4 separate regions of the Mus musculus genome follow, and regions 2, 3 and 4 are each linked to region 1. The links are chromatin contacts, called in public HiChIP or PLAC-seq and promoter capture Hi-C maps. All regions are on one chromosome and are shown on one strand. The core of a region is the stretch at or near the end of the contact, and the rest is flanking DNA. Distances in the headings are between cores, read along the strand shown.

Region 1 (6,314 bases), core at 2,138-4,637:
TAATTTATACAGCAGTAGTCAATCTATGGAACTCATCTTTATGGAAGAGGTCATACGCTTTACAAAGATTTTCATTGTAGACATGCCTTAGACTTTGTGATACACGCGGGACTGCGGTAATTATCAGGAAGCATTTTTCTAAAATTGTGCTGTGTTTAAATATGCCTAAAATAAATCGCCTGAAGTCAGACTCGGGGAGTTTTGAGCCAATCCCAGCTACTTAGTTCTGTTGAACCAGATTTCCTTGTGGCCTCCAGTGGATCAATACACTGTTGGTCTCAGTGGCCACAGATTCACCCCTCCCCCATATATATGTGGAACAGAAACTGGTGTGTGTGTGTGTGTGTGTGTGTGTGTGTGTGTGTCTGCAAGGAACTAGTTGTGAGAAGGATCCCTAAAGGAAGAGATAATGGGGAAGGATAGCAAGAGAGAAATATGAACAAGGTCTACTAATATATGTATGAAATGTCATAGAAATTTATTTTCTTTTTAAAATTATTTTTATTGTATTTTGCTTGAATGAGTGTTTTTCCTGCATGTATGTCTAAGCACCACAAACATGCCTGGTCTCCATAGAGACTAGATGAAGGTTATCAAGTCCCCTGAAACTGGAGCTATAGATGGGTATGAGCTACCATGTGGGTGCTTGGGGATTGAATCCAGGGCCTTTGGAAGAGCACCCAGTGCTTTAATCACTATCTCTTCAGCTCTGAAATCTATTATTTTCTACATTAACTAACATTTTTCATTTGTTGTTGTCTTGAGGCAGATACTCACTGTGCAGCTTAGGATTTATCATAAAGTCCAAAGCTGGACTTGAACTTGTAGCAATTCTCTTCCATCTCCCTTGAAAGTACAGGCCAGATAGAAAAACAAAAAAATAAAAACAAAAGATACAAGGCATTGCATATGGGAAGCACATAGTCTACCACTGAGCTACAGTCCCAGCCCTAACGCTTTTTTCTTAAAGGAATATCTATCTTTATGGATCTTGCAGGTGAAGCAGGGCAACATTATTATTGAAGAAAATGAGAGTTGCACATATCAACTTCAATGCATCTTATCACAATATCGTGAGCTAGAGGGGATGTGATGTTGCATGCCTGTAACCCAAGCACACGATAGGCTGATGCAGGAATGGTCATGCATTCAACTCTATCCTGAGCTACACAGGGAGACTCCATCTCAAAACACGAATAAAACCCACAGTGCTGTTGGGGAGTTAAATTAGAAACACACAAGGGAGCCTGGCATGGTGGCGCACACCTTTAATCCCAGCACTCGGGCGGCAGAGGCAAGCGGATTTCTGAGTTTGAGGCCAGCCTGGTCTACAAAGTGAGCTCCAGGACAGCCAGGGCTATACAGAGAAACCCTGTTTTGAAAAACCAAAAAAAAAACAAAAAAACAAAAAAACAAACAAACAAACAAAAAAAAAAACCCAAAAAAAAAAAAAAAAAAAAGGAAAGAAAGAAACACACAAGGGCTTTGCAGCCCCAAGGAGGGAGCAACAGTGACAACAGGCCAGACCTCTCCCCCACCCCCACCCACTGAGCTCCCAGGGAGCTGGACCACCAACCAAAGAATACACATGGAGGGCCCCATGGCGCTGGCCATATATGTGGCAGAGGATGGCCTTGTTGGACATCAGTGGGAGGAGAGAAGGGGTTTGATGCCCCAGTGTAGGGGAATGCCAGGGCAGGAAGACAGGAGTGGGTGGGTGGGTGGATGGGGGAACACCCTCACAGAGGCAGGGGATGGGGTGGTGGTGGTGGGGGTTTCAGAATGGGAGACCTGGAAAGGGGAAAACATTTGAAATGTAAATAAAGAAAATATCCAATAAAAAATTGAAGAAACAACAATATAGTAAATCAGGAATGTGCTGTTCTAAATGCACTTACAAAATAACACTACATATTAACTTACATGATATTACATGAATAGAAGGGTAAGTATTTAATAATGAGCTCTCTGAAAGAAAGAGGAAGAAAAATGATTTGCTGATATTCACAACATAAATCTTCCTGTTGTGGCTGAGTCCAAACCATTAAGAGTTTAATAATGGGGGCTGGAGGGATAGCTCAGCGGTTAAGAGCACTGACTGCTCTTCTGAAGGTCCTGAGTTCAAATCCCAGCAACCACATGGTGGTTCACAGCCATCCATAATGAGATCTAACACCCTCTTCTGGTGTGTCTGAAGACAGCTACAGTGTACTTACATATAATAAATCTTTTTTTTTTTAAAGAGTTTGATAACTAGCTCTCTGACATTTCTGATAGGCTCTCTTTTTATATCTCAGGTTGGCTGGAACTTCCAACAGTCCTTCCTTCTAGACGCCTAAGTGGTGGGATCACAGGCACAGATCACCACACCCAGCTATTTCAGGTCTTTGTGAATTCATTATTTGTGCTGGTGTTCCTTATTTTTCTAGAGCAAGAAGTATGGATACTAATGTTGCCAAACAATATATTCCCCCAATTTATTTTTATTTATTTACATGTTCTACAGTGTTGAGGACTAAACCCAGAGCCTAGTACATGCTAGGTGTGCTGGATAATTTTCTATCAACTTGGCACAGATAAGGTCACCTGAGAGGAGGGAACTTCAATTAAAATGCCCCCCGCTGTGGTGGGAGCTCATGCCTTTATTCCCAGAACTTGGGAGGCAGAGGCAGGCAGATTTCTGTGAGTTCCAGGCCAGCCTGGTCTACAGAGGGAGTTCCAGGACAGCCAGGGTTACACAGAAACCCTGTCTTGAGGTTTGGAAGCAGAGAAGAGTGAGAAACTCATGGCTTTTCAGTATAACCCCATCTGTGTATATATTGTTATTTCAACGTTTAAAAGGGCAGATACTAGCCGGGCGTGGTGGCTCACGCCTTTAATCCCAGCACTCGGAAGGCAGAGGCAGGCAGATTTCTGAGTTCGAGGCCAGCCTGGCCTACAAAGTGAGTTCCAGGACAGCCAAGGCTATACAGAGAAACCCTGTCTCTGTAAAAAAACCAAACCAAAAAAAAAAAAAGGGGGGGGGGCAGATACTGGGGATAAGGAAAACTCAGCTGGAAAAGTCGGTTTGTTTGTTGGGTTTTTGTTTGCTTGTTTTTGGTTGGTTTGTTTTGCTATGCAAGAAAGACCTGAGTTCCATACCTAAAGAGAACAAAACCAAAAAAACTCAAGAACAAAACCCCACAGGCAAAGCCAGGCGATGACACACGCCTTTAATTCCAGCACCCGGAGGACAAACCGACCCAACGCCAAACAGCAAGCTCTTGAAACCCGCCAATCTCCCGCGCTAGGCCAGGCGGACACAAAGCCTCCCGGGGCGGAGGCGGGGTTCGCGACGACGTCATCACAGGTCCGCCCCTTGACGTCAGGCGCCGGGGACACCAGGAGGTTTCTGGCGGCACGGGCGCCATTTTGCCTGAACGTGCGAGCTGGTGGGAGTGGAACGCACTGGCCGTTGTAGCCGTCGCCTTCTTCCTCCCCACAGTCCGAACAGCGCGGTGACTAGGCCGTCGGCCCTCGAGCCGAGACATATCTCTTATTTAGTTCTCGGGAGCGCCTGGCCGACATGAGTGATGTAGAGGAGAACAACTTCGAGGGCAGAGTGAGTACAAAGCCGCGGGAGCCGTCTTCGGCGGCGGCCCGATGCTCCGGGGCTCGGGGACGAGCGCGGTCGGTCGGGCGAGGTGGCGGGGCCCTCAGGAGCAGCCTTGAGGGCCACCGCGAGCGCGTCACGTCCCAAGATGGCTTCGGGGTCCCCCTGCGTGCCCAGATGCCCCACTAGCCCGCAGCGCTCCTTTCTGGCGGCTGACTGGTACCTGGCCTGGTCCTATCCTCTCCTGTCGCTCCCTTTCCTCTCAGCTTCCCATCTCTGCTCCGAGGTGCGGGTCCCCGGCGCGGTGGGGCAGGAGGCGGCGGGGCGCTCCCTCCGGCCGGATAGTGGTAGGTGCTTCCTGCGGTGGCATCTCGGGCCACCACCACCCCTCCTCCGGCCATCGCAGCGGGGTCTCGGGGTCAGAAGTGCGCGGGGCTGCTGTCCGGGCGGGGAATCGCTGGCGCGGGACTAGCTGGGGCCTGTTGTCTCCTTGGCTCTCTGTTGCAGTGAGCGGCCGCGTCTCCGTCGGAACCGGCGGCGTCGCGTCTGTAAAGGCGAAAGCCTTGAGGTTGAAGGTGGGACGAGCCCAGTGAAGTGGTTAGTCAACGACCGCAGCGACCCTTAAGAGTCCTTAAGACGAGAGCGAGCGGGGAAGGGAAAACTACGCAAGAGCCTTTCCCCTTAATGTCCTCTTTCCTTTCGCTTCTAAATGAATGTGGAAATGCAGTGACGCCTGTTTTCCTAACAGCTAGATGTTGGGTTCTTTATGTCTCAACTTCCAAAGCTTTCCTTCCTGTGACCATTCCTCTGAAAACTCCTTTACAGATCTTTATGGCTAAACTGCCAAGACATCTTACTTTAAACCTTACGTAACTGAACAAATTTCTTGCCTCAGTTTTCAAAAAAGAAAAGAAAAAAGCTAATCATTGTTAACTCAAAAGATTATACCTGAAATTTACAGACCCTCCCCCGTTTTTCTCACCCATTCCCCGGAAAAGGGACTCAAGACTTTGGTTATCTGAGGTCTTGTGAGTATAAACCGTATATTCACAAAGCTTGAGTATATTATTAGAACGTTACCGGTTTTTGAGTTTTATTCCGAAGTTACCCTAGTATTGGAAATTAATGGAAGTGAGTCCTGGTAAAACCATGGAAGGAAAAAAAAGGGAAACAAAAGTCCCATGGTACTCGAGGGCTGGCAGTTGTGTTGGTATTCTAGTGGAGGAGGGGCGGGTGGAAAAAAGCCGCTGGAGGGCTTTGCTGAAGGAAAGAATTTGTCCCTTTTGGAAGCTCGGGATTTAGACACCTGTACTCTGTCAGTCAAGTCATATACGGTCAGTTAGGGTTTTGATCTTGAGAAAAGAGGGTGCATTTTGTTTGTTTATTTTTTTATTTAATGCACTAGGACAAGGTCATAACTACATTTAACTTTGATTGGATTATTTGAATGAAATTTGCACACAACGATTGAGTTGAACCTGCTTACTATTTTTAGGATTGTTTTATTGTACTAACAACTTTTAAAGACTATGAAGTAAATATTTCACGTAGTTGTATTACTTGTGAAACTAAGTAATTAGGAAAAGACGGTTGGGGTTTGGGTGTGTTGTTTTGTTGTTATTGTTCCTGGTTTAGTCTGTGGGACTTGTACCAGTGTTGCTCTGATGGCTCTGATTGCTGCTCTGGTTCTCCCATTTGTCCTCTAGTGGAAGGAGTAGTGGATAATTACCACCTTCCCACAAATTATTGAAGATTCCTATCCACTTTTCAGTTTATTTAGGTATTAACAACCTAGTTAACAGATAGGGACTTTCTAGCTCCCTCTCTTCTGCCATTAGTAGTACAGCAGTACCTGTGGTTCAGTTTACATCAGCGCTTTCAGGGTCAGTTACAGCTCTTTAAGATGTAACAGTTTTTGTTTTGTATTCTTAAATTATGATTGAACAGACTTGTAATTACATAAAGAATTAGAAGGCTAGAGGCTTGTGGGGGGGTTCATATTGATTTTTGTTGTTTTTGAGCTTTGTGGGAGTGGAACCCAGGCCTTTTGCATACCAGGCAAGTGCTGTACCACTCCTCTTCTTAAAGCAGCTAAGTATTTAAATACAGTGCTTTGTTTTTTTTGTTTTGGTGGGAGGTTGTATGCTTTTTCCCCCCTGTTGACCATAATTGCTATGCCCCTTTATCATTGCCTGTAGAGGTGTCTGAGGGCAGCTTCCTAAGAGAGATGTTTGAATGATGTGTTGAAGTTATTTACATGGTAGTTAGACTTCAAACTCTTCTCATTACCCTAAACTAGGGGAGGCATTGACAGGTCAGTAGTCAAATGCTGGGCCTATTGGGTATTTTTAAAAGATTATTAATATAGGGTTTTTATTATTATTTCCCTTCTGTTGGAATTTATTGGGAAGATTGCATCTGATACATAAAGTGAATGATTGGACTTTATCTTTAGGTGTAACAGGGAGCATGTTAATCCTTTCTCAGTAAAAGTGTTCAAGATTAGGTGGAGGGTTCCTAGAATGGACCAAACACTGAAGATAAAATATATAAATATATCTATGCTTACAATATTTTAGAATTCAGCCTTCTTGGGTGCATTTTTATTTATTGCTTGTAATAATATAGCAAGGGCTAGGGTGCTGTCAACATTTTAGAAATGAAGAACTACCCAGGAGGTGCTGCTGGTCCACACCTATGCACTTGGGGGTCAGAGGCAGTT
Region 2 (6,314 bases), core at 2,228-4,727, 210 kb after region 1:
CTCTCCCAACAAAGGCACACCTCCTAACTCTTCTCAAACCAACTGGGGACCAAGCACTTAAATATATAAATCTGTGGGGCCATTCTCATTCAAACCACCACAGGGCCCATAGGAGAGCTCTGATTCCTTGTAGAATCTTAAGGATAAAGGGGATGGCTATTGACTACAAACAGAAGTTGCCCTTGCAGGTGAAGCTGAGGCCAGTGGGTGGGCCAGAACCCAGGTCAGTGAAGTCACAGCAGTGACCACATGAGCAGTGGCTTACTGTGCTGGTCTGGAATCCCAGCTCCACAAACTCAGTTTTGTGTCTCTTATTATCTCTTCGTTCTCTCCTAGACCCAGAACCACCCTAGCATTCAATAAAAGATGATTAAATGAGCAAAATCAGTCTGCAACGGTTGATCCCTGGAAGCAGACCTTTGAATTTTCATGGTATTTATTCCAGCAGCATTGGAAGCCTCCTTCAACATCAACCAGCCAACCAACAACAAATAAACAAACAGCAAACAACAGACAAACAGCTAACATCAACAAACAACTGCAACAAACAACCCAACAAGTAACAACAACAACAACAACAAACATCAACAAAACACTTTCAAAGAATTGTTCCCCCACTAGGGTTCCCCCAAAGGAGGTCACCCTCATCCTCTGGAAGACTGTCTTTTCATCTGCTCTTTGTGTCACTTGAGCTTAAGAGTTCTGTGCATTCTGTGTGTGATGGGTACTTTGAGTGCATCGCCTTCAAACTATGGGATTTTCAGATTATGAGAATTTCAATCCAGGGAAACAGATATTTGTGAATTACTCAGAGATGCTTAGGATGCAGACATTTATAAAAGCCCTAGAAATAAGCAATTCCTGGAATAATTTGTTACATACACATGTACTTTTCGTGAGAAGTTTTAATTCTCAGCCAACATCAATCAAGCCATCCCTGTCTCTTAGGCTATTTCTTCCATTCTGCAGACAGTTCCCTTACCAGGGTCACTTGGAAAATATAAATCGACACAATTTACTATTTCAGACTTCTTTCCTACTACTAGATTAAAATTTGTTTAGATGAAGCTAGATAAACAAAGTCATGGACCTGCCGCTTTGGTGGCTGTTCTGTATCTGCTGTTCTCTGCTGCCCCCTGTTGACCTGAGCAAGGAAGTGATCCCAAGCCCAGCCTTGCTCATTCTTGTCCTGGAACCAGCAGAATAAGGATTCTCTGTTGGTTTCTCAGAAATCCAAATTATGGGGTCCCACCTCCACAAGACAGTGTTTGGAACCATGGGGTGGAGTCTAAGCGGTCTGTGGATTCTGCAGCAACCTGAAATCAATGTCCTGTTTTGGGTACTAGTGAACGGGCTCCTTAGTATGTAAAAATCAATCAATCAATCAATCAATCAATCAATCAATCAATCAATCAATCAATCAAGCTTCTTCACGTGTTTCTGTCCCCAGGCTGAGACTGTAACACAAGGCTGTACCTGCACTCATTCTTCCATCAGGAGCAGTAGCGGCCATGTGAAGTGAGTCAGAGAGGGACAGCATACCCCTTCTACAGCTGAGACAGAGGCAGAAAAGACTCCTAACATGCCATGTCACTAGGTCACAAAGCTTTAGATGTCAGGGCTCGGTTCAGATACAAGGCTGCTGTTGGGATGCCTGTGCCCAGGACTCCTTCAGTTGCTCTGGGCTCCTTGGCTGTGGGGCTGTCCCGCAGGCACAGGGTGTTCAGCAGCCCTGGGCTCTCCCCACTAGATGCCAGTAGCACCCCACCCTAGTTTTGACAACCACAAATCTCTCCAAACATTGCCAAACACTCCTGGCTGAGAGGCCCTGTCCTAAGTGGTCAGCAATTTTTACATTCTTTGGAGACAATTTCCAAACAAAAAGCTTCTTTTTGCTTCTAGGCCACCTAGTGGGGGGGGGGGGTGTCAAAGTACCAGACTGAATGTTGGTCCTCCACAATGCCTCAAAAATGAGCAGTCATTCTATAATACCATCATATTTATCCAGTTGTCTACCTTCATCAAGGTAGATACAGTCTGGACTCTCAGATCTCACTTGGTTGCTATTAAGGGTCTGCTGGTATAGAATAGACAAGGTCTCATAGGTCAAGTGCAGCCCACCACATGCTTTATAAGTGTCCATGGATAAATGAATGGATGGGTAGTTCACTGAACTACACAGGGAAAATTTTCTCCCCAATATAATAATCACACAGCTTATTAGACTGCCTTTTTAATGAGTAGAATATGTACACACACGCACCATACACAAAGCCCGGGCCCATTATAATTTTGTCAGGAGCTCAGGCATGCTCAGTGAGTTGGAAGGCAGATGAAGCATGGCCTTCAGGTGGTGATTAGCTGGGTTCATGCCCATGTTATGTGGAAAGCTGAGGCATCTGTGGTATCTCCCCCAGTTAACCTAGGACCTTAAGTAGCAGTGACCCCACCTCCCCTTCAGACACAGCGTGTCCACCCCACGAACAGTGTAAAAACCACAATACAGATGGGAAGAAACACTAAGTCTTCCCATGTCTTCTCTAAAATGCTATTTAACCACACTCCCTAAGCCACGATATACATTTTACAATAATCCTTAGAGAACAACAGTTCCCAGCCACATACTTCTGCACAGCTCACATACATGCACAGAAGAGTGGGTTCCTGGTCAGAGGGAAGGCCAAAGACTTAGAGTGTCCTTGGCTTGTCCTGGAGCAATGGATCCTTCTCCTGGTCTCCTCGGAAGAACGGGGCTTTCGCGTGACTGAGGAGAACACTCAGGCCCTTGCCCTTGACCGTGTTCCTGGGGCAGTTTCCTATTGGCTTGTACGCCTTGTGTTTTCTGAAAACAATGTGTTGGACAGGACTTTAAAAATATCTTCAGCTGAACTAAATTCCTTTCTATAGCGTTTCTCATGACAGGTGCAAAAGAGCGAATTCCACCCAACCCAGTCTGTCGCTTGGAACACACCAGCATCACAGGAGAGTATAGCTATTTTCTCTTCAAGCAAGAAGCACTCACTTTGAGATTTCGTTAAACATTACAAAAACCAATTTTGTCAAGTTACTGACATCTGGTAGCACTTTCAGGATTAAAACAAACAAATCCCAAGCCATAGTAAAATTAATAGGTCCCAGTTTGGTATTTGTGGTTCGATGGACCACATTTCCTCTCATACACATAATATTTAAAAGGAAGAAAGGAAAATGGCACATTCATACAGACGAATGCTATTTGCTTTTGACTATCTGCTATAGAGATGTAAAGTGTTAAAATCAGAAACTTACTTGTACAGCAAGATGGTAACCATGGTGACAAGCACAGCCAGGCAGCCGATGGAGATCAGGACACCATTCACTGCTCTCAGAGGGGAGTCTGGGTCTTTAAAGCAGAAGGAAAACTGCATGAGTTAGGCTGCATTCCTCCATGGTTGGAGGACATCTGCTTGTGATGCTATTGAATAAACGAGCAACCGCTTTCAACTGCTTTCAACACCAAGGGGCTAAAAGGCTCTCACACTCCATTGTGCTGGCCTCTGGCCTCATCTCAGGCTCTGTGCTTGCCCCTGTCCTAAAACCTCTGAAATTCTGTGAACCGTGCACAGCCCCTGCTGGGACAGCCCTTCCCTGGCTTCTCTCAGGTTTCCTCAGTCGCCCTGTGCCCTCGAGCGTTTCAGAGGGAACCATCTCTCCTCTGTCACTACCCTGCCTGCCTCTTCCTAGGCCTGGGTCACATTGTGTCTTATTCCTTCCCTCGTCTCATCTGTACCAATGACCACAAAGGCAGACACTTTGTCTTCTTTCTCCTCTGTAACCAGCCAGTTCTGTCTCCATCCCAAAGCATATCTGGTCATCCGAGCTGCCTCTGCTCTGCCACTGTCACCATCTGGTCCTCCAGACCCCTCCTAGAAGGTCCTCTTTACCGATTACAATTGTCTTTCCATCATGTGATGATAAGATCTTCTCACAGGTGAATGCCTCACCCTTGCTTACAGAATGAAACTTCAAAGACTCTAACAGTAGCCTTGGTGTGATTTCACTGTTTATGTTTAGGTCTTAGTTCCCAGGAGGCCCTCTACCAAGATGGTATTACAGAACAGCAAGACTTGTCCCACACCCTGTCTAGGGCTCTAACCACTGCCTTCACCTCCACTCCAAGCTCCCTCCTCTCCTTCCTCTGACTGTTTTTTTTTTTCTCTTCAAGATACCATCTTGTTAATTTGTTTCTTGCCTGGGTTTAAAATAAGTCTGATTATATATTTTGAGTTGGGACCTAACTGACAAATTCATAGGTAAGCAACACCACCACCACCCCACACACTCACAAACACACACACACACACATACTCACACACACATACTCACACACACACTCACACACACACACTCACACACACACTCACACACACACTCACACACACACATACTCACACACACACTCACACACACACTCACACACACACTCACACACACATACACACACTCACTCACACACACTCACACACACACATACACACACTCACACACACACACATACACACATACACACTCAAAACAAAAAACAAGGGGCTGGAGAGATGGTTCAGTGCATATGAGCACTAACTGCTCTTCAGAGGACTTGGGGTCAATTCCCAGCACCCACATGGCAGCACAATAACCCAGTTTCAAGGGGATCTGATGCCCTCTTCTGGACTCTACAGGAACTGTACCAGTGTGGTACACAGATGTCTATGCAGGCAAAATACACACACACATAAAATAAAATTTAAAACATCTCAAAAAGCCGGGCAGTGGTGGCAGACGCCTTTAATCCCAGCACTTGGGAGGCAGAGGCAGGTGGATTTCTGAGTTCGAGGCCAGCCTGGTCTACAGAGTGAGTTCCAGGACAGCCAGGGCTACACAGAGAAACCCTGTCTCGAAAAACCAAAAAAGAAAAAAAAAATCTCAAAAAATAAACAAACAAAAACCCCAAGTAACATCAAAAACCAACAGCCAAGAAGCTGGGAGGTTGGCTCAGCAGTCAAGGGCACAGTTGCTTTTGCAGAGGATCTGAGTTCTTTGAGTAATCATGTCTAGATGTTCACAACCAACTGTAAATCCAGATCCAGGTCCTTCGACAGCCTCCCCTGGCCTCTGTGGGCACCTGTATGCACATACATGTGCACACGATCTTGAGAGCACACACACACACACACACACACACACATGCACACACCCACACCCCAAATCCTTTAAAACAAAAAACAATTAAGTTTCAGTCAACCATAAGCAGCTTAATTGATTGACTCCAGGCCTCAATTAGCAGTCAGCAATGGTTGCTCCTAGGTTCTGACAGCCAGTTTGGGGAGCTGTCAATGGGATCTGGTCTGGGCCACTTCTGACTCCAGTGTTGCTCAGTTTGGTGCTTAAACAAACTGTGAAATTGAATTGGTCTAAACGTTTTCCTATAACATCTGTTACTGCTCAGGGAAGCAGGGGTCCTCCCTGTTTTGTTCCTTAGTCAGTGACTTCTGTCTTGTGCAGAGCTCTGTGCTGAGCATGAAGCAGACAGCTTAGTGACTATCAATCAATAAAGAGAATTTCAGCTAAATATCAGTGAGTTTTCGGTTGAGTTCTCTATTTCTGAAATTCTGATTTTGAAATTTGAGTTAATAAGTTAGAACACTCACTGGATTACAGGTTTTTCGTTCGTTTGTTTGTTTGTTTTTGTTTTTTGTTTTGGTTTTGGGTTTTTTGTTTGTTTGTTTCTTTTTCTGACTTTTCTCCTTACTGCTCTGTGTGGGTGCATGGTTGCATGTGTGTGTATGGTTGCATGTGTGTGCATGATTGCGTGTGTGCATGGTTGTGTGTGTGCATAGTTGTGTGTAAATGGTTGTGTGTGTGCATGGTTGCATGTGTGTATGATTGTATGTGTGCATGGTTGTGTGTGGGGGGTTGTGTGGGTGTGGGTGCACTTGTGAACATGTGGAGATAAAGGAAAACCATGGGTGTCATTCCTCTTTTTGTTTGAGAATGGCTTTCTCTTTGGTTTGGAAATTGGTCAAGTGTGTTAGACTGAACGGTGAGTGAGCTTCCAGGAGTCTGTCTGTCTCCACCTCCCATCTTACCATTGTTGGGATTTCAGGTGCACATCACCACTCCTGGCTTTTTGTGGGGGTTCTGGGGATCTGAACTCTGGTTCTCATGCTTGCAAGGTAAGCACTTGACTGACTGAACTAACACACACTCTCTCTCTCTCTCTCTCTCTCTCTCTCTCTCTCTCTCTCTCTCTCTCAGGTTTTGTTATGTGCTATACCCGAGTTGGACTTGTACTT
Region 3 (6,314 bases), core at 2,545-5,044, 170 kb after region 1:
CTTTCCTGAATCAGATCTCAGTGGGAGAGGGCAGAGCTTGCACTGTGGCTTTAAGTGTTGACAGGAGGTTTCTTGCTGCTTGCTCATTGTCAAGAGCTGTTCCACGAGAGTGTTTACTAGGCAGGAGAGGAGACACAATTGCTGGAGGTACACATATTTTCTTTTCACATTGGTGCATGTGAGAAAAGATTTGAGGTGAGCACAAACACCCTGCTGATGTGTTCTTCTTTCTATCCTGTTCTGTTTTATTTCAGAGAATAGTTTAAAAGCCACCACCACGACCAAATACCTTTACCCTTTTATCTTGAGAGCAGCTGTCATTCAAACTCTAGGCATCCATCAAGCTAAAGCATGTCTGTGGGAGCCGCCACACGTCCATTCTCAGTCTTCTGAATCTACTGTGGTCTGCTGTGTAGATGGAGACTGTGCTTGCCTGTGTGTTATGGGAGCAGAGGGCTAGGTCCTGGGGTCAAAGGTAGACGGCCCAAAGCCAGTGCTGAGCCTCCTCCTCCCAGGACTGTTTAACACCATTCTCCAGCCCAAAGTAGTTACTCAGGCTCTAGCTAGTGGTTTTCAGTCCAGCCAGCAAAGAAACAAAAAATGTCAACGCTTGTAAGGGCAGTATCTGAAGCCTGTGTTGATATTTAACCCTTGAGAGGCACCCAGCTTTGTCTAGCTGCAAGGAAGCTGGGAAGCAATTGTTCTAGAGGTAGCAGTGTTTCTATTAAACATGGGTAGGAAAATAGATGTTGGAGCAGCCATTCCTGTCAGTCTAGGTGGAGTGAGCCTTTTCACCTCTTAAAGGAAACTCCGGAGCCTGTGAGTTCTTTCAGAGAGAAAGCGAGACTCAGAGTTATATGGGAGGACATTTCCTGTCATAGTCCCCACACCTATGGGCTATTTTTATTGACGTGCAGAGTATAAACAGGTGTTCTGAGAATCATCTTGTGTTTGTGGATACCACCTGAAATAAATTCTGCTTTCACATGGATGTCTATGATTCTCAGCTTTATTTCTAAATTTAAATCACTGATATGATAGTCCCCCAGTTTGAATTAACCCATAGTTGACCATTGCTAATATTCATTGAGGAGACATAGTACACTCCCTTGTACAGCTTTTTTTCTGTTTTGTTATTGTTCTAGTGCATTTCTCTCTGGTGTATCTCAGAAGTAGCTATAGAGAAACCACAGTGTGTATAGGGTTTTGAAGCCTCAGTGGCCTTCAGCATCCACTAGAGGACTTGAAGGCAGGAAGTAGTATATATGTAACTGTACTTAGCTATTTGTACTTGGTAAGTGGGACTACTTTGGGAAATACATTTTTTAAATTATTTTATATGCATATAAAATAATTGGCTTGCATATGTCTGTGTAACATATGTATGAGAAGGCCAGAGGAGGGTTTTGGATCCCCTGGAGCAGTTGTTTCAAAAGATTGTAAGACAACATGTAAATTCTGGGAATTGAACTCAGGCTGTCTAGAGAAGCAGCAAGTGCTCTCGCAACTGCTAGCCATCTCTCCAACCCTGAAACTAGAATTTTTAAGGACAACTGTTAAATTTACCAAAGCCTTACCAGTTTTGTTTTGTTTTGTTCTTTTTTCAGACAAGGTCTCATATAATCCAGGTTGGCCTTGAACTCACTGTGTAGCCAAGAATGATCCTGAATTTCTGGTCTCAAGCTTCTTTCTCTGAAGTGTTAGGATCACAAGTATGCACTACACTGTTTAGTTTTCTGTTGGGTGGGGATTGGACTCAGGGCTATGCACATGCTAAGCAGGCTTCTGCTAACTGAGCTACATCCCCACCCCTCAGCATTCCCTTGTCTGTTCCTTTTGTTATTACCTCACTGAAGAATGGAGTGTTGTGGGTCCTGGGATGAGCTAAGGGTTCCCGGCATTTACTCTGAGAGTGGTGAAGGTGACCCTCTGCCACACTGAGGTGACCATATTGTGATAAGAAGCTTGCTTTCTTCCTGTTCTTTCCTGTTCTGGGCTAGGGAGATAGCTCAGTGGTAGAGCTCTTTACTGTGCAAAGCTCTGGATCTGATTGATGTTCAGTTCCAAAAGAAAGACCTTGCTATTGGCATTTATCTCAGAGAATTCAAAATACTTATTAAAAACCATCTTCATCTTTGATGTTGTGTGGGTTAAGAGTGAATCTCTGCTTTTATTATAAATGCATATTGCTTGTTAAGAGGAGTTTGTGTGTGTGTGCACATATGTGTGAGTGTGCATGTATTTGTAGGGTGCACTGCATCAATGTGCACGTGGAGATCAGGGATCGGTTTTGTGCATCATCCTCTTGATCTCTGCCCTATTTTTTTCTATTGTATGTTTCTGTGTGTTCATGAGTCTATATGGTATGTGTTTGTGTTTCTTTATATGGTGTATGTGTACATGTAGGCATGCACATGTGTATGGATGTACATGCACTACAGCTCAGGTGTGGAAGTCAGAGTTGGGGGTGCAGTCTTAGACTTCATTCTTGTCCGAGGCAGCTGCCTGCCTCGCCTCGGATCCTCATGCTTATGTGACAAGTACTTTGGGCCACTGAGCCATCTCTGTAGCCCTCCACCTTATTTTTTGGAGTAAATTGGAATAAAGTTTTTTTCACTGAATCTGGTCTCATTGGTCTGGCTCAGCTGTCAGCCAGTAAGCTCCAGGGAGTCCCCTGTGTAGATGATGCTCAGATGTATAGGTGCATGCTGCTGTGCCTGGTTTCTCATAAGTGCTGGCTTCCAAACTCAGGCTTTCATTTATTGACTAACACATCTCCCTAGCCCTGAGAAGTAGATTTTGATGTGTAAACCACCCCCCACCCCCACCCCCACGACTTTTTATGGACTTTTAGAATTGTCTGTCTTCTTTATGTAGATTTATTTACTTCTGCTGTGTGAGAGGAATGGGCTGTCTGTGGATAAACTTCTTGCCCCTGTTCCATTCCAGATCTCTACTCACTCATCCTTCCAAAGTATTCTCTCTCCCAGAACCTGTGAGGTTGATTTCTCCAACCAGCCAAAGTGATGTATCTTTCAAAAGATTTCAGAGAGTCTCTAGTTCTTGCCTGGAACCTAGTTCACTCAGTACTTAATTGGCAAGACCCTCGTTTATAAATGACAGGAAATGCTCCTTTCAGAAATGCCCAAACAGTAGGGAAGTGAGAGTTGCCAGCCAGAGTACTAGCCAAGAGCTGGAGCTGGCAACGTGCATGCTCGGTGTCTTCGCTGGCCATGTTGGCAGCTTGCAGTTGGGTTGGCAGGAATCAACCTGTGGGCTCTTGTCTTCATAAACCTGGTAGCTTCTTTACACTCTTCTCTGAAGGCTCCAAGATAGTAGTTTGGCCTTGAGGTGGAAAGTACAGGGGCAAGAAAGATGAGTGAGCATTCTTTGTAGGTCACCAGAGGCACTCTAAGAACCAGACCAAGTTCCTGTCTCCTTCTAAAGCCAGGTAGGATCTCGTAGTCCTTAAGATTTTTCACTGTGGGTGCAGTAAACATTTCTAGGCAAGTAAACCACTGCATCATACTTGGTTATGGGGGAAAACTTCCTTTTTCTTTCTTTCTTAAGCTTTAGTATTCTGTTGAGGTCATAGAGTTGAGTAAACTTCATTTTAGTTCCAGACCCAAATCTAGTTAAAAACAACTCCTCCCTCCCCCAAGTACCTATCTTAGAGGCCAAAGGAAAACAATGGCACCCTGCCAGGTTCCTGGTGGCTGATCTCTTGGCTGCCAGGCACGTCTCCATGCCTTTGTGATGCCCGAGTTTGTGTTGCCTGCAGAGTAAATACACTTAACCTCACTGTTTGCTGCTGCGTGTATCTTCTCGATAGCGGGTGATTAGGAATTATTCACTGGCAGACTTCACCAGTTACGCAAATGCTCAGCCTCACAGCTCTGCTCTCGTTATTTCAAGACACAGAGCAGCGCTTGCCAAGAGTCCGAAGGAAGCTTTGCCACAGGCATCTGGCAGCAATCCACTGGGAAGTAGCTTGCGTCCCGTGGCTGTCTTTCATCCTCAAAGAGTCTATGCAGGAATGGGTTTCCTGTGTGTCCAGGGCAGTGAACCCAAGGAGTGAGTGTGTCAGAGAGTGTGTGTAGGAACAGGTCTCCTGTGTATTCAGGGCGGAGAACTTGTACCCAAGGAGTGAGTGTGTCAGCAAGTGTGTGTAGGAACGGGTCTCATGTGTGTTCAGGGCGGAGAACTTGTACCCAAGGAGTGAGTGTGTCAAAAGGACGATGTTGAGGGGCTTTTCTTCTGTCTGCTTAGGTCTGTCCATCAAGACGAAATGGTGTGCTTATCTGGGGTAGATCCTGAAAACAGCTTCTCAATGCTGGATTCCGTGTGAGAACACACTGTACAGACAGTCAAGTGGATAGATGTTTCCACGAGCTGCCTGTGCCTCAGAGGAAAATTCCCTTGTGAAATAATTTATGGCCAGTGAGATGGCTGGGGGAACAGAACTGAAGCCAGGGGAGATGGGTGATATTCAGAAACGCCCTCTTCCAGCTTCAGATGGCCGATGAGTCACTGAAGACATGTTGCCAATAGCGCACATGACTTACTGTTTGTCTGGGGCACCATCTCCTGTATGAAAAGCACAGTTACTTCAGATTTGGATTGCTCTATTGGGCAGGCCCTCGTGCCTTCAGAGCAGCAGCTTCTGTCACGCTCAGGCCAGCAGAGACTCCTCACATTGCACTTTGTTGCTGTTGTGATATTGTACTCTGGTCATTTCAGCTGTTCCTTTCCCAGAGCTAATTCAAGAGACAGTTCTGAAATTCTCACCAAGTCATTCATGTTTAAAATTCAGCCACACCATACCCTGCTTCTTTCTTCTTTGAGACAGGGTTTCTCTATGAAGCCCTGGCTCTGCTGGAACTAGCTCTGTATACTAGGTTGTCCTTGAATTCAGAGATCCAATGCCCCATCTTTAAATTTCTTACTGTAAATAGCTCCTTCCATCTCTAGAGATGTGAACCTATAACATCTTCTTTAAAGCACAAATTTGTTTTATTGCTTATTGGTGATTTACCTTTTTCCCACCATTGTATTTTTATTTCAGAATTGTTGGTGGTGTCTATGTGTATGGGTGGTTTGCTTGCATGTATGTCTGTGCAGCACATATGCACAGTGCTTACAGAGGTCAAAAGAAGAGGGTGGATCTCTTGGAACTGGTGTGGGTGCTAGGAGTTGAATCTGAGTTCTCTGGAAGGGCAGCCAGTGCTCTTTAACAGCTGAGATATGACTCCAGCCCCCACTATATATGTTTTTCAAAAACAAACTTCTTACATGTAGCAGGTTCCAGAACAATAATTTATCCTAACTATAGGTGACAAAAATGTTTAAATAGGAATAGAAATAGGTCCAATTATCTCAGCCACAAGGAGCAGGTTCCTTAAGCCTGAGCTTCCTTCTCCATCTCAGTTGCTTGCACTCTTTTCTGACATCTTCATGGCCCAACATGACACCTGTGCCCCCCCCCCCACCCCCGACTCTTTGGTGTCTGTCTTAGGGTTTTATTGCTGCGAAGAGACATCATGACCTCTTGTAAAGGACATTTAATTGGGGCTGTCTTACAGTTTCAGAGGTTTAGTCCATTATAATGGTGGAAAGCATGGCAGCATGCAGGCAGGCATGGTGTTGGACAGGTAGCTGAGAGCTCTACATCGGGATTGGCAGGCATCAAGAAAAGAGAGCCACTGGGCCTGGCTTGGGCTTGAGCTTCTGAAACCCCACAGCCCATCTCCTAGTGACACACTTCCTCCAACAAGGCCACACCTCCCAGTAGTGCCCACCCCTTATGGGGGCCATTTTCATTCCACCCCCACCGGTGCTAACGTTAAGCCTTCCTGGAGCAGGCTTCCTGTTGTCAGAAGGCGACTAGAGAAGAAGCTGGGGGAGCAGCGGTGTTGCTCCATTAGAACGCGCTCCATTGCTGGCACTGCACCTTGGCATGGCCTTGTGAGGAATTTGGTCACCGAGCTGTCTCTGAGTGACCACTGTGTGACATGAGCCTGGAGAAGGCACACGTGACCAGTGTGAAGCAGGGAAGCACGAGTCCATCTGTCCACAACCTTTCAGGACTTAGCTTTCTGATTTCTGAGTTCGAGGCCACCCTGGTCTACAGAGTGAGTTCCAGGACAGCCAGGGCTATACAGAGAAACCCTGTCTCAGAAAAAACAAACAAAAAAGGACTTAGCTTTCAAAATGGTTTCTGGCTATTTGTGGATAAGATGCCAAGGGAGTGCAAAGAAGTGTGCGGGAGGGAAGTGTCTTACAGTGTTTTGTTACTAAAGTAAATGGGTTTCCCT
Region 4 (6,314 bases), core at 1,357-3,856, 150 kb before region 1:
TGCCATGCCACATGCTTCCCCATACATGTACATATACATATAGTAAATAAATGTTAAAGAATTTCAATTACAAAATACCAGGATCTTTTTTTAAATCACCAAATTTAAATTACAAAATGTGAAACACTAGGAAACATTTATTCAAATCTCCCTTAAACAGAACTTTAAGGAGGCCATTTATCAGCACCATCATATGAGAAACTAGCTACTTCCTAACTTTTCATTATTACCAACACACCACACTGAGAAAAGGTGTAATAAAATGTATTTGAGATTGGAAAGCATCTTAAGACTTCATTTTACCAGGAACTTTTACTGTTGAGAACCTTAATTCTTGTTAACAATAAACATGCTCTGCATGTCTTGGTCAAAGTATTGGCTTATAAGTTATTGGGTATGATTAAAAAGGTGTAACATTGGTAACAAGAAAGTTAGCTTAAAATTGGTAACTCAGGGTTAGAGTCATTTTAAACAATCACACGTGGCATAAACCAGCCCAGGAAACTAGACCTCTAAGGATACTTCTAAATTGGGATAATATTTTATGTAATTTTTATCCTAGAAAGTAGACTTATAAGAGATAAGATTTAAAACAATGTCTCTTTAATAAATCATTAAAATTTGCACTGTCATGCATTCATATGTACAAATTGGCAGCCAAATTTTGTAATGTGAAAGTGATGTTTCTGGTATTGATTTTTAAGAAAAATTGTTTAAAATTGGGTTTTGCTTTCCAAAAGTTATAGTTATATTCTAATATTGCAAAAGAAACTTTAAAATTCTGGAATCTGTCCTCACTGCAAGAGGAATAATCTTTGTTTGGGCCAGGACTCAGGCAGTATGCTCAGATTAAGAAATAATTACATTTGAATTAATGCAAAGCTCAGGGGAGCTTCAGAGAGGCTTGTGTGGCATTTCTTCTGTTTTGCAAACCCTGCCTAGGGAAGTTCTTGGGACCTCACCTCTCCTTGCCTCTGGGGAATATTATTTTTAAGCTAAAACATTATTACAGATCTATCCAGGTATTATTCAAAATAAAGTTTAAATTTTAGATTTATGAAAAGTCAATGAGGCTGTAGAGCTTATAGAGGCATTACAATCTGGCTTGCCTAGTACATATAGAATTATTATAGATTTGGAAGGTTGTTTTTTCCTTTGCATTGTAAAGGGTTTGCTACCAGTGAGCTTGTGATCATTGGAAAGTTTTGCCTCTAGGTATGGCTAGTAGCCTTATGTTATATAAGAAAAAAAATTTTTTTTCTGTCTCTACTTCAATATAAGAAGATAAGACTTTGAATCCTTCAGTGTATATTGTTTCTTAAATGGAATATATTACTTCAACTCTTTCCTCTCACACAATGAGCTTTAAAGTTCTGGAGAGTAGCTGATGAGCCAGAAAATATTCAAAGGCAATATCTTTTTAATATTTAGGGTCTTAGTTATCCTAGAAAGATTGTGGTACAGAAAATTTAAGAAAGAAAAGATGATTTGCTTACTTCAAATTATTTTCAAAAGCTTCCAGGAGATGTTAATTGGCTAAGACCTTACCTTAATGCCTTAAGGTGACTTAAGCCTTTGTTGGATGTTATCAACGGAGAGGCAAATTAACTGGTGAGAAACAAAAGGCTTTGCAGAAAGTAGAGGAAGCTTTTATAATTAATTGTTATCAATTTTAATCAATGGTAATCAAATATTAGCTGCTTATTTTAGTTATTGTTACTCAGTGTGCCCACAGCAATTCTTTGGCAAAAGAGAACATTAATGTAAAATCATCTTTCTTCATCTCCAAGTAAAGTTTTAACATCCTATTATGACATTGCTGTGGTGCTAATAAAGAATTGTAAGATAAAATCATGAAGGAATTTTAGAAAAACAACAACAACAACAACAAAAATGTGTCTTAAAAACCTGACGAGGCATCTGTTCTTTGTTCCAAACAGCAATTAAATTGGTTATTGCAGAATATTGATATTTGGCCTACTGCATAGACTTTCTAGGTAAAACTGATAATTATTATCCAAAAGATAAGTTGTTAAAGATTGCTTCTATGCATGCTTTTGTATTTTCTGTAAATTTATGCATGCATGCATCCCATAAAGACTACATCTACTGTATTTAAAAACAGCCCTTCTATGGGAGAAAAGTATATGTGATTGGATCACATGTTTATTCTTTTGAGTTTCCTCCTGCTTCAGCACAGATAATTAAATTGTGTGCTGTAGCCAGTGTTTTAAAATGTTGAAAAATCAAGCTTTAATTTATATACTAATAGTCTATATATACATATGTACATAACAACACCACAGAGCTGTGTTTGTGCAAATAAACACAAACAAGCTGCACATGCTCCCGAGGATGGATAAGAATAAGTTATTTGAAGACCACAATCCTAAGACATGCGTGGCCGCCAGCCACCATAATTCCCAGGCAGGACCATGGAGCATAAGTAAATTTTAAGTCCCAGTACAGCTAATTTTTATTATATAATTAGGGAGGAATTGTAGCCTCCCCCAGCCTTGAGCAGGCTGGCTCAGACCTGTTCCTCCTCTATGAACAAGACCACCTAGGGTGGAGTCTTCCAACCTAGATAGGTCTATTGTTCTGCCACCTCTGCCATTTTCTCCAAGATGCAGCTACCTGCTGAGATGCTGAACCTGTTCTCCTGACTCTATCCAGATGAAAGGAGATCCTGGTGTGATGGGGGATGGGATGGGTTCCCCCCACCCCACCCCCCACTTTATAAGCTCAGACTCTTAAGTAAATTTTGGGCTTTGATCAGTATCTTTGTCTTGGTCTCGTTATTTCTCTCACCATTTTCTCCCATGCAGCCCCAGCCTCCCTTTCAGGAACCCGGTTCAAGTAGCCTACAGTTATCTCTATCCAAAGTCTCCATAAATATCAAAAACTGGAAGTTCGTAGAGAAGAGGAAGGTACTATTAAGGGAACTAAGAATAGGGAGGCTATATTTGAACCCCAGTTCACTGGCCCAGATAGAACTCTGTTCACAGAGAAGTTAAGCAAAGGGACCTCAAGGCTAGTATCAAGCTTTAGTGTCTTTGCTGAGTCCTTTGGTGTAGCAAGATCTTTATAAAGTAAGAAAGGCTATGGCAGATGTCAGTAACTTAGACCAACATGTAAAGAGTATCTGAAAAATAAAAGAAGCTAAAGGAGAAATATTCTTTTAAGGTTAAGCAGAAAAAGAGGCCTGTCTAGGTTCTTCTAGGTGAAGTAGTATTTATGTTGAGCTAGGGTTGCTAAGGAAAAATCTGATAGAAAGGCATTGTGTGCTAAGGAGCATCTGCCTAAGGAGAAGACATCCTTGACAGAATACAGATGAAGCACACAAGCCTGTCCCAGGAGTGGGTGATCCCCCAGACCAAGGAGGGGACACAGCAAAAGATAAAGCTGGGGTGTAGACTGTTCGCCCAGCTAGAACTGCCCCGACAGCCAGGGATGGTGAATGGGAGGCTGGAGGCATGTGCCAACCCAGGGTCACTCTGACCTAGTGAGCCAGAGGTGCAGCGGGAAAGCAGGGCCACATTTACCTTTGGCCTTGAGTATGTCTGAGCCGACTAAGTCAAATCCACTGAGTTGATCAGGTGTGGAGAAATGAGGGAGGCTCCCAGAACAGGCTCCAGGTCATGTAAACATAATAGTTCAGAGAGAATCGCCAAGGATTACAGAGAACAAATTAAGTTAGCACCTCCTATCTATGCTTTGTACCTGACCTTGATCTTTGGAGGAAGCAAATTGATGGAACCTTTCCATGCTGTATTAGACCTTGCTCATTTCAACCTTAGTTATCATCTTAGTTGTGAACTTCTAGGCTCACCTGACACTTGCTGAGGATGGATGACAACTGACTTTCAGGTGTTTCACCAAGGTTATCTTTGGAACCCACTGATCTGTTATGAGATAGTAGTTCCGGAAGTTGCCTTGTCCTGCCCATTCACTGGAAAAGGTTTTGTTACATAGATAACATAATGCTTACCTGTATTTTGCAAATTTGTAAAGTCACTGGAGAAACAATCAGATATAGTATACTTCTACCTACCTTACAACCCTACTGGGGTGGGTTAATTAAAAAAAAAAAATCCAAAAGTTACCCTACATGGGTAAAAAAGGACATTCCAGAGACCATAAGGTTATTAAATAAAAACTCCAGTGCCAGGAGAAGTTTTTTCTAGATGGTTATGATGTGCCTGTTAAACTCTCATCTAAACACATGTATTTAGATGTATCAGCCTCAACTCATAACCCCTGAGAAAACTCCTGAGATCAAGTGATTGTTACTGTGACATGGTGACCTATAGTAGACATCTATAGTCAAACCTTTTAACGCTCAGGAATCATTGTTGAAGAGGGGACAAAGGAGTCAAAGGAAGGGATATAGTATTGTGTAATAGTTTCCATTCTGTAGGAATCTCCTTAAGCAAAAAGGTAAATAACTCAAAATAGCTTCAGGAAATCTCTGAAACTAACTAGATTCATCAGGCCCCTCCTTGCCTGAGTAAGCAATAAATGCTGAGAGTCCCTCTCAGAAGAGGAAGCTGAACTGTCAAGAAGACTCTGAGATGAGCTGCCACAAAGACTCAGACAAGCCAAACTACAAAAAAGACTCTCAGAGGAAAAAAGCTTTAAAAAACAGTCCTTGATACCAAAATAGCTCCTGAGGAAGCAAAATCCAGCCCAGCTCACTCAAAGAGGTTTAGACCAAAGGCACCTGGAAAGGATATTCTCTGAGAAAGCAGCTGAGCTGCCTGCAGGGTGTGCAGGGCACTCCAAGTTCCCAGCTTTGTGAGCTGTCACCCACACTGGGTAGGCTTTGGTAATCAAGCCTTTGAGCTTGGTGACTCATTTCTGCTCTTGTAAGTAACCTAATAAAACTCTTTGGTTCACCAAGTTTGGACTTTGGTGATATTCGCACTTTGGTCTGTCATGGGATCCCTCCCTATCTGTCGTGAATAGACGTGTGTGTGTCTCCCCAGAAAAGTTTTGTCACACAACAAACAAAAGGGGAAAAAAGTTTATTTGCCTTACAATTCCACATTGTATTCAACACTGTAGGGAAGTCACAGAAGCTGAAACAGCCAGCAATACCCACTTCCTTGCTTAAAAGTAGAGAGAAAGCCGGGTGTGGTGGCGCACACCTTTAATCCCAGCACTCAGGAGGCAGAGGCAGGAGGATTTCTGAGTTCGAGGCCAGCCTGGTCTACAAAGTGAGTTCCAGGACAGCCAGGGCTATACAGAGAAACCCTGTCTCGAAAAAATAAATAAATAAATAAAGTAGAGAGAAATGAATATACCCACGCTTATTCCTTATTCCTCTCATCTAGTTATCTCACTTAAGATACCCTACCAGGGAATGGTACTGCCCACAAGTACGGTCTGAGCCTCTCCACATCAACTAGCAATCAAAACAAGCTCTCAAATGTCCACAGGTCAACTTGATCTAGATAATTGTCCTCAATTGAGACTCTCTTCCCAGGTTATTCTAGTTTGTGTCCAGCTATATTAAAACTATCATATTGCCTAAAATATAAATCTGATTACTTGTAATACTAATAATTTCAAACTACTGATATTTATGGACAGGGTTAAAGACCACTGAGGGGTGCTCAAGATTTAATCCCCAGTATTCTAAAACAAAACAAACCAATACATTCACAAAGACAAATGTCAACAGAATTTTTTCATCATATAAAAGACAATCCTTTTAAATTTTTACAGAAGAAACTATTCACATTCAGGGTTTTGTTATTGTTGTCTGTTTTTCCACATTTGTTTTATTCACTTACATACATACATCCACTTATTTGATCATTAAGAATGATTACCTACCAAAGACGAGGACAAATACATAATTGTTTTTCATGCATTTGAAGGGGTCTGGCCAGCTAGAGCACAGCAAGCAAACATTGCTCTGGCAGGCTGTGTGCTTCTCCCCAGTTCCTTCTGCTTTGCTAAAAACTTAGAACTATCCACCAAGGTCTATTCCCTTATTTGGCTGCTGCCTCCTCCTGAGGCTGATCACCAAGGCCCACCTATCAAACTATTTAAGTCCAGCAATCAAAAGCCCCTTACACTCACCTAATTAACAGGTTTCCCTTCGTACCTCTATAAACTGCCATTTTCCTATGTGCTATGTCTGTCTCCTCTCTATCCAAGGGAGTCCTTTGCCCCTCTCCAGACAGATATCCCTACTCCCTTTTCCTTGTTCCCTTTCTCCCTCATCTTCTGTCTCCTGTCTTTGTCACTTATTCCATGTTCTCTGTCCCTATGGAACAAATACATCTCCTTTGTGCTGAGAACTT

The links. Promoter capture Hi-C pulls out the DNA fragments that hold promoters and counts their contacts. HiChIP or PLAC-seq counts read pairs in DNA pulled down with a chosen protein or histone mark.
Region 2: a promoter capture Hi-C map of stem cell-derived epiblast-like cells shows a contact between it and region 1, with 3 times the contacts expected there. The contact joins the enhancer-like site here to the promoter of Tra2a in region 1. A contact is called at or near these places in 20 of 39 promoter capture datasets (the 3T3-L1 cell line, 3T3-L1-derived adipocytes, the C10 cell line and 14 more), 2 of 15 datasets of contacts at CTCF or cohesin (CD8 T cells and the NIH/3T3 cell line), 23 of 484 Hi-C or Micro-C datasets (CD4 T cells, CD8 T cells, the G1E-ER4 cell line and 16 more), 22 of 115 datasets of contacts at active chromatin or transcription factors (the 230-238 cell line, the SCID.adh cell line, astrocytes and 15 more) and 5 of 9 other capture datasets (adipose tissue, embryonic stem cells, liver and 2 more).
Region 3: a FOXA1 HiChIP or PLAC-seq map of pancreatic cancer cells shows a contact between it and region 1. The contact joins the enhancer-like site here to the promoter of Tra2a in region 1. A contact is called at or near these places in 4 of 115 datasets of contacts at active chromatin or transcription factors (embryonic limb bud, embryonic stem cells, large pre-B cells and 1 more) and 3 of 9 other capture datasets (adipose tissue, liver and pancreatic islet).
Region 4: an H3K27ac HiChIP or PLAC-seq map of embryonic stem cells shows a contact between it and region 1, with 7 read pairs. The contact joins the enhancer-like site here to the promoter of Tra2a in region 1. A contact is called at or near these places in 4 of 39 promoter capture datasets (cranial neural crest, liver, macrophages and 1 more), 1 of 15 datasets of contacts at CTCF or cohesin (pro-B cells), 25 of 484 Hi-C or Micro-C datasets (CD4 T cells, CD8 T cells, the G1E-ER4 cell line and 17 more), 10 of 115 datasets of contacts at active chromatin or transcription factors (the 230-238 cell line, CD8 T cells, the HPC-7 cell line and 7 more) and 4 of 9 other capture datasets (adipose tissue, liver, macrophages and 1 more).

What each region holds. Positions count from the first base shown.
Region 1 is chr6:49,261,125-49,267,438 of GRCm38.p6, reverse strand. It overlaps Tra2a (transformer 2 alpha), which reads left to right and starts at 3,387. Exons shown (of 8, transcript NM_198102.2): 1 at 3,387-3,601. The coding sequence starts at 3,566.
Region 2 is chr6:49,052,689-49,059,002 of GRCm38.p6, reverse strand. Gpnmb (glycoprotein (transmembrane) nmb) reads right to left here. Exons shown (of 11, transcript NM_053110.4): 10 at 3,289-3,382; 11 at 821-2,842. The coding sequence ends at 2,689. Among named protein-coding and RNA genes, the nearest start is that of Malsu1, 18 kb to the left of the region's middle. Within about 2 kb of position 3,477, at least 28 of the 459 cell types and tissues checked have an H3K27ac peak or open chromatin away from gene starts, as enhancers often do. A contact at or near this core is called in stem cell-derived epiblast-like cells, where this site is marked.
Region 3 is chr6:49,094,796-49,101,109 of GRCm38.p6, reverse strand. All of the region lies in intron 10 of Igf2bp3 (insulin-like growth factor 2 mRNA binding protein 3), which reads left to right. It also overlaps a transcript of Malsu1 not described here. Among named protein-coding and RNA genes, the nearest start is that of Malsu1, 24 kb to the right of the region's middle. Within about 2 kb of position 3,794, at least 177 of the 459 cell types and tissues checked have an H3K27ac peak or open chromatin away from gene starts, as enhancers often do. A contact at or near this core is called in adipose tissue, pancreatic cancer cells and pancreatic islet, where this site is marked.
Region 4 is chr6:49,409,518-49,415,831 of GRCm38.p6, reverse strand. The region is part of intron 6 of Stk31 (serine threonine kinase 31); the gene reads right to left. Among named protein-coding and RNA genes, the nearest start is that of Stk31, 17 kb to the right of the region's middle. Within about 2 kb of position 2,606, at least 8 of the 459 cell types and tissues checked have an H3K27ac peak or open chromatin away from gene starts, as enhancers often do. A contact at or near this core is called in embryonic stem cells, where this site is marked.